2 separate regions of the Callithrix jacchus genome follow, and region 2 is linked to region 1. A link is a contact called in public Hi-C data. All regions are on one chromosome and are shown on one strand. Each heading gives the region's core, a stretch centred on a gene start, on an enhancer-like site or on the middle of the called end of the contact. The rest is flanking DNA. Distances are from core to core; before and after follow the strand shown. Region 1 has its middle 9.7 kb from the start of IRF1. Region 2 has its middle 56 kb from the start of SLC22A5.

The links. A called contact is a pair of places that touch in the nucleus more often than the background predicts.
Region 2: a Hi-C map of skeletal muscle shows a contact between it and region 1, with 2.9 times the contacts expected there. The contact joins two enhancer-like sites. A contact is called at or near these places in 2 of 3 Hi-C or Micro-C datasets (induced pluripotent stem cells and skeletal muscle).

Annotation. Positions count from the first base shown.
Region 1 is chr2:75,951,194-75,954,824 of calJac240_pri, forward strand. No RefSeq gene overlaps it. Among named protein-coding and RNA genes, the nearest start is that of IRF1, 9.7 kb to the right of the region's middle. Within about 2 kb of position 2,033, at least 6 of the 16 cell types and tissues checked have an H3K27ac peak or open chromatin away from gene starts, as enhancers often do. A contact at or near this core is called in skeletal muscle, where this site is marked.
Region 2 is chr2:76,032,686-76,036,316 of calJac240_pri, forward strand. No RefSeq gene overlaps it. Among named protein-coding and RNA genes, the nearest start is that of SLC22A5, 56 kb to the right of the region's middle. Within about 2 kb of position 1,951, at least 9 of the 16 cell types and tissues checked have an H3K27ac peak or open chromatin away from gene starts, as enhancers often do. A contact at or near this core is called in skeletal muscle, where this site is marked.

The DNA of each region.
Region 1 (3,631 bases), core at 783-3,282:
GTCCATACGGAACATACACAAGGATATGATATAGTTGGCAGTGGAGCTCAAAGGCCTTCCCAGTCCTGCTTGTCAAAGGAAATAGAACATTTTTGACCTTACCAGTTGTTTACTCTGCTCCTGCCCTTCCTGGTGGCTGCAAGTTGATTTTCCCACCCTACCAGCCTCAGCGTGGCAGGCCAGCCCTCCCATGCCTGATGACAGCTTGTTGCTTCTATAGCTTCCACCTGCTCTCAGGCCATGTAACACCAGGGCTGCTAGCTGAGCATGGCACCTGGGGTACGTGGGCAGTTTTGGCAGCCAAGCTAGTTTTTTCTCTTTGTGGACTCTCCAGGAGGCCCCAGCTCTCCCTGAGAGCCCAGCAGGTGAGGGTCTGAGGATGGTATGTGGAGCTCACTTCACCCAGGTGAATCAAGATGGCTGCAGAGCCCACGTCCAGGCCACGGGAAGGAGCAGCTCTTCTGAGCACCAGGCCTGCACTGAGTCCTATGGAGAATAGCACCCATCCACACTGTTGGCCTGGGAGAGAAGTTTCATTGGGGTAGGGCGAGGACCCAGTCTGAATCTGTAATCAAGAGCCACGATGTAAGCAAACTCCTAGAAGCACTGGCTTTTTTTTTCTTTTGGAGACGGAGTCTTGCTCTGTCGCCCAGGCTGGAGTAAAATGGTGTGATCTCAGCTCACTGCAACCTCTGCCTCCTAGGTTCAAGCAATTCTCCTGCCTCAGCCTCCCCAGTAGCTGGGATTATAGGTGCCTACCACTACGCCCAGCTAATTTTTGTATTTTTAGTAGCGATGGGGTTTCAGCATGTTGACCAGGATGGTTTTCAACTCCTGACCTTGTTTGATCCACCTGCCCTGGCCTCCCAAAGTGCTGGGATTACAGGCATGAGCCACTGTGCCTGGCCCAGCACTGGCTTCTTTTCAGAGGTGGGGACTCCAGGAGCCAGGGTCATGCAGGGCAAGGCTTGGCAGGGAAGGCCGCCCTCTCTGTTTTGCAGCAGAAACTTTTCTGGAAAGTGGCTGCCCAGGGCATGGTCCTGCTTGTGGCTGTGTCTGCTTGGACTTCCTGGCTCACAGATGAAGGGTCCAGGTGACTGGGTACTCTTGCTCCTCTGTCCACTATCCACGGGCACCTTCTCCAGCACTCAGAGGTGATCCTTGTGCCTGAGCCACCAGTCTGGAGCTCAGGAGAAGAGTGCGTCTAACCAGGTTTGCATCTGAAGAGCCAGGCCGGTGCTCAGGAATGCTCTTGGATTTTGTTCTGCTGACGTGTCCCTGCCTCCATTCCTAGCCTTGGATAGTTGTGGGGGTAACTCTTGGGCCACGTCCTCTTTTTTAGGGTGCCTGGGGCACCACCCTTTCTCAGGCTTAGCTCTGAGCCCTCAAACTCAGGCCAAATCCTCTGTGGGGCCAGGAGGTTCGTTCAGGGGGAATCTAAGGGAGTTCCTGCGCCCACCTGAGAACAGTGCTCAGCAGAGGATGCAGGCCTTCCTGGGTCATGATGCCATGGGAGAAGGCAGGGACTCCCATGAGAGCCAGCCTCGCTCAGCAGTCATCTTAGAAACCCCCATCTCTGCCTTTGCTTGGGTCCTGGCCTCTCTGGCATCTGGTCAAAGGCTACTGATCAGGAAACAGGTGCTCTGTTTACCAGGTGGCACCTGCCTATCTGCTGTAGCCAAAGTCCATCCTGAAATCCTGACCCACCGTTTCCCGCAGCATTGTGCCTGCACCTGGCTCTTTCTCCAAGACCCCTAAGCTTCCACCTGCAAGAGGAGGGAAAGGGGTTGGTTTCCCATATTAGCCAGCAGGGGGTGCTGTTGCCATAGGGTCAGAGCTTCCAAAGGTCTGAGCTTAGGGAACCAATCTGCTAATCCCCTGGGGGACACCTAGGGGGTGGAACCTGGTTTTGCTGGACAAAGAGCAGGAGGACAATGGACTGATGGACACACCCCATCCAGCAGTGGAGGCACCCTTATCACCTCCTCCCTGCCTGCTGTGTCCAGGCATCCAGTGTCCAAAGGGCAAGGCTGAGCAGTCTTAGGACATGGTTTTGGATTCTATGTGTGGTCTCCAGTGACCTGGGCCTTCCTGGGGCAGCCTGTGGCTTTTCACCTGCTGCCCTACTATCTTTAGCTCAGTGTCCTTAGCTCCCTAGACTCATAACCTAGGACAAAAGCTAAGACCCAAGGTCTTGTTTTGGCCCTGGCTGTGGACATGCAGACTCCTAGGTAGAGTCAGGGGTCTCCTATACTTCTCCCAGAATGGGGCACCTGGGAAGGGCCTGAGAAGAGTCCTGCTCCAGCTAGTCTCATGTCCTGGCAAATTCCGTCATCTGATTCTGCTTTCAACTAGGCCCACCTCTCTCTATCCCCTGTGGCCACAGCCTTAAAATGCCCAGATCACTTGAGCTGCCTCTTGTCTACCTCCCAACCTCCAGTGTGCAGAAAGGACCGGATAGGGTAGGGCACGCAGGCAGGCAGGCCAGGTGCTTAAGGCAAAACCTTTAAGGAGGCACTCACCGTCGGGCTCATGCAAGTATAGAGTTGGCCCTTGGGAGCAAGTGCCTCCTTATATGTTGTACCTTTGGGAGACTATCTCACCTCCTTATATGTTGTACCTTTGGGAGACTATCTCCTGTCCTGGTGTGCCACGGGTGTTATCTTCTGTAGCAGCCACAGAAAGTTTTCTAAAGCATAGGTCAGGCCTTAGTGGCCCTCACAAGACCTGCCCTAGAATTTAATTCAGCAGACATCTGATGACAGACCCTGGTCTGGGCCTTGGCTCCAGAAAGGGAAGCACCATCAGTCCTGCCCTGAGGCGCCTCTGTCTACCGGGATAGAGTCCACGCCTGAGCACAGCACCCAGGCTCTTCAGAGCGTGGCCCCTACTGGCTGGTCCAGCCTCAGCTTCTGGGGCAGCTACTCCAGGCCACACCAAAAGTGAGATCTGTTCTGCACTTTTGAGCCGCCAAGTCTTTTCTTGGGCCAGTTTTACATTCTGGAATGCCCTTCCCTATTAGTAGCCTGTTAACCTTTGACTTTTGAGGCTTTGCTGAACAGTCTCCTCCTCAGAGTAACCATCTATGAACATGACTGAGATAACTTGCTCAGTCTCCATACTCCCAGTATCTCTGCCTCTTTGCCTCATACTCAAGGTATGACACACGTCTGTCACTCTGTAATCGGAGCACACTTATGAAGCGCCTACTGCCTGAGAGCAATGTGCTGGGTGCCAGAGTGAGGGTACAGGGGCGTCTCTGAGCATCCTCTGCCCTTGGAGAGCACACATGCAGGTTCGTAGTGGAGACCATGGTGCTTACTTCTAAGTCCCCTCACAGGGCCAGCGTAGACCCTAGGCTGAGAAACATTCCATGACCATCAGCTGTCTCTAAGTCTTTAGCCTTCTGGAGTCACTTCCTCCACCAAAAGCAAAGCATAACACAGTCATGCCCCAGCCCATGAGGCTGTAGGAAGCCCTCCCCAATATTCATGAGGGTTCTCAAGAAAGGAAGAATGGCTTTTGCTTCCTGGAGGTGACTAGTCACCAGAGGCCACCTGGCTCAAAGTCCCCAGCATACCCTTGTCCATTTTGTCCCCAGTTATGCACCCAGACCTTTAAACACTCCACG
Region 2 (3,631 bases), core at 701-3,200, 81 kb after region 1:
GCAGAAACCCACCTGTGTGGTCTTTAAACCTACTCTGACAGGAGCAAGGGCCACCACTCTGTATCTAAGACCTGTGGGAACAGTCCTCAGGCAACAAGGTGACCAGGGCAGCTGCAGACAGTATCTATGCCACTGTCCCCTAGGGCAAAAGTCTGTTTCTCTTTCCAAACGGCCTGCTGGGAGCAACTATTTAGGGAGACCATACCTCCTCCCACACTCAGTTCCGGGGCCTGAGCCACAGAGTTCTGCCATGGGAGGGAGGACCTGCCTGTCCTGCTCCCTCCCCACTCCAGGTTCCCGGAGGCCTCTGTGACAATTCCTGGGAAGGACTGCAGGATCTGGCAGGCAGCAGGTGACAGTGGGGGAAGAAGAGTCCTGAGAGCACACCACTCCCAACCCCCTCTGCCTCTTACAAAACAAAGGGGAGTCATGCCCCATCCCCTGCTGCCATAGATGCCCTTCTCAGAGTGGCAATGCCTAGGATTGAGGATCTTGTGTGCTGAGGAAGTCCTGCCCCCCAATCCCCTACAAAAGTCAGAACCAGCTGCTAAGGGGTTAGACACAGAACTGTCTGTCTATATTAACATTTCATCCTGAAAAACAACAGGAATCCTGGGGAGAGACCACTGGCCTGGGACTCCGTGAACCCTGGCTTCTATCTCTGGCTTTATCAGGTGACCGTAGGCAAGTCACTGAACCTCCATGGGCTAGGCTTTCCTGCCTGTTGGGTGGGAATCACTACATATCATAATCATTACAGCTGACCTTCGGGGAGGCTGTACTTGAGCCAGGCACTGCAGTGGGTACATTATCATGTTTATTCTCACAGCACCTTTTGCAGTAGCTACTATTTTCAAGCCCATTTTCAGATAAGGAAACTGTGGAACAGGCTGGTTAGGGGATATGCCCAAAGTGGCAAAGTTAGCAAAGGTGGACCTGGCACTCAGTACCATATCTGCTTTTCCATGCTCTTAACCACTATAACATACAGAGCTCTTTTACAGAGATCAGGGACAGAAGTAAAAGCGTTTTGAAAGCAAAAAAAGCAGGGGGGTGCATAAAATAAAGATAAATCACCCCCCATCGGACATAACTCAGGTAACAGTCCTAACCCCCTAAGAACCTTCTGTGGAACTTATTTGCAGCATCAGAGACCTCCATCATGGAAGGACCTCAGTAAGTCATTTCTTTCTTCCTCTTTCCCTTCAGGCAGTAATAATATGACTAACTGAATTATACAGGTGAGACCAGGAAGGTCAAGCAAGGGGTGATCAGCTTAGGCCCTTGGCTGGCAGGTGAGGAGGAGACCAGGCTCCTGGCTCCTAGGGGAGGAAACAGTGATGACAAAAGCCCCTGTCCATGGCCAAGGTGGAACCCTTTCTACCAAAGTTTAAACATTTTAATATAATATCAAAGTGAATCTTTTCCAACCTTAAAAACATATTTAGTTTCCCTATAAAACTGGTCAATATTCAATTATAAATGTAGGTGGCGCTCTCCTCCTCCTTCAAAGCTCTGTATTAGGCAGCTTCACAATTGCAGACAACAGAACAAACAGTAGTTAGTTCAGCCAGCAAAGGGATGACGTAGGAGGATACTGGGTCCATCAAAGGCTCTCTGGGAGGGCTGCATATTTAGAGCCAGCCAGCCAGGAACAATGTCTGAAACATACCTTAGAGCTGGGCAAAGAATGAAACCCTAGCTTTCTTCAATAGCTGGCAGGGTGGCAAGGTCTGGTCCCCCAGGCAGCCTCGGCTCTTCCCACTCTCCTCTCTCCCTGATGTGTCGTCGCCCTACTTGCTGCTTCCTGGGCAATCCCATCTCAGGTCTGTGAGCTTGCCGTTCCCTCTGCCTGCAACCTAGACATTCACGTTGCTAGCTCCCGGGCTAGCTCACATGCTAGGATTCTACTCAAATGCTCCTTCTTAGAGAGGCCTGCCTGGACCTCTAAGTCTCTAGCCCTAGTACTCTATCCCCTTCTCTGCTTTCCTCTTCTCCTTCACTGCTCCTTGACTTTGTGCTACACATTGTCTGTCTCCCCCACTGGAATGTAAGCACCACCAGGGCAGAGACTTGGGTTGTTCTGTTTGTTGCTGTAAGCCCAGGGCCCAGAGCCAGACCTGGAACAATGAGGTACTTAGCTATTTGCTGAATACTCTGTGAAGGAATGACAAAGGAATGCATGGAGAACTTCAAATCCTGGAACTTCAAACTTCAATCCCCCAACTTCTCCAGCTTATGCTGGAGGATTAGGGCAGTAACAGGAGTCAACTTGTGCTGTGGCTGCAGCTGTGCTGTCACCTTGCCTGGATCTGCATCAGCCCTGAGGCTCTCACTTTGGAGGAAAGACTTGCCCAGGGACCTGTAGCTCTGAAGCTCCTCTGACAGCCTCTGCAGCTCTTGGAACTTATCTGGGCTGTTGCAGTGCAGACCACGGAGGCCTAGCTGAGTTCCTGCCCCTGCTTTCTTAGAGCCTCAGAAAGACAGGGAAGTGACTTACCCAAAGTCCCCTTTCACCCTATAAACAGTTCAGCCCAGGGAGTGAGGCTGACACGCAAATGCAGCTATGTATAGACTCAGAGTCATATGAGGTCAGGGCTGAGTGGAGCCTTGGTAACATACAAGCCAACCTGTGTTTGAAGATAATGCAAGCCAGTGAAGGAGCAAGTGTGTGCATGGACTCTGGAGTCTGGCAGAACCAGCCCCCACCCACCAGTTGTGTGACCTTGGAGAATTATTTGAAAAGACATTATTTGAAAAGCAGATGTGGCCAGGTGCAGTGGCTCACGCCTATAATCCCAGCACTATGGGAGGCTGAGGTGGGTGGATCAAGAGGTCAAGAGATCGAGACCATCCTGGTCAACAATGTGAAACACCATCTCTACTAAAAATACAAAAATTAGCTGGGCATGGTGATGCGCGCCTGTAGTCCCAGCTACTCAGGAGGCTGAAGCAGGAGAATTGCTTGAACCCAGGAGGCGGAGGTTGCGGTGAGCCGAGATCGCACCATTGCACTCCAGCCTGGGTAACAAGAGCAGAACTCCATCTCAAAAAAAAAAAAAGAAAAGCAGATGTAAAATGGAAATACAAGTTTCTATTTAAAACAGTTGCCTGACCCCTTTTCAAAAGCCTACTACAGTTTTCCCTCAGCATCTTCAAGGGATTGGTTCTAGGACATCCCCTCAGATACCAAAAGCCATGATGCTCAAATCCCTTATTTAAAAAAATGGTGTAGGGGTGGGTGCAGTGGCTCATGCCTATAATCCCAGCACTTCGGGAAACCGAGGTGGGCGGATCACTTGAGGTCAGGAGTTCAAAACCAGCCTCACCAACCTGGTGAAACGTCATCTCCACTAAAAATACAAAAATTAGCCAGGTGTGGTGACATGTGCTTGTAGTCCCAGCTACTCAGGAGGCTGAGGCATAAGAATTGCTTGAACCCAGGAGGTGGAGGTTGAAGTGAGCCGAGATCGCACCACTGTACTCCAGCCTGGGCGACAGAGTGAGGCTTTATCTCAAAAACAAAAAACAAACAAAACAAAAAATGGCATAGTACAGTCAGCCCTCCATATCCACAGAACCTGCTGGTATGGAGAGCCAACCGTGCTTCCTATTCTTTATGGTATCAAAT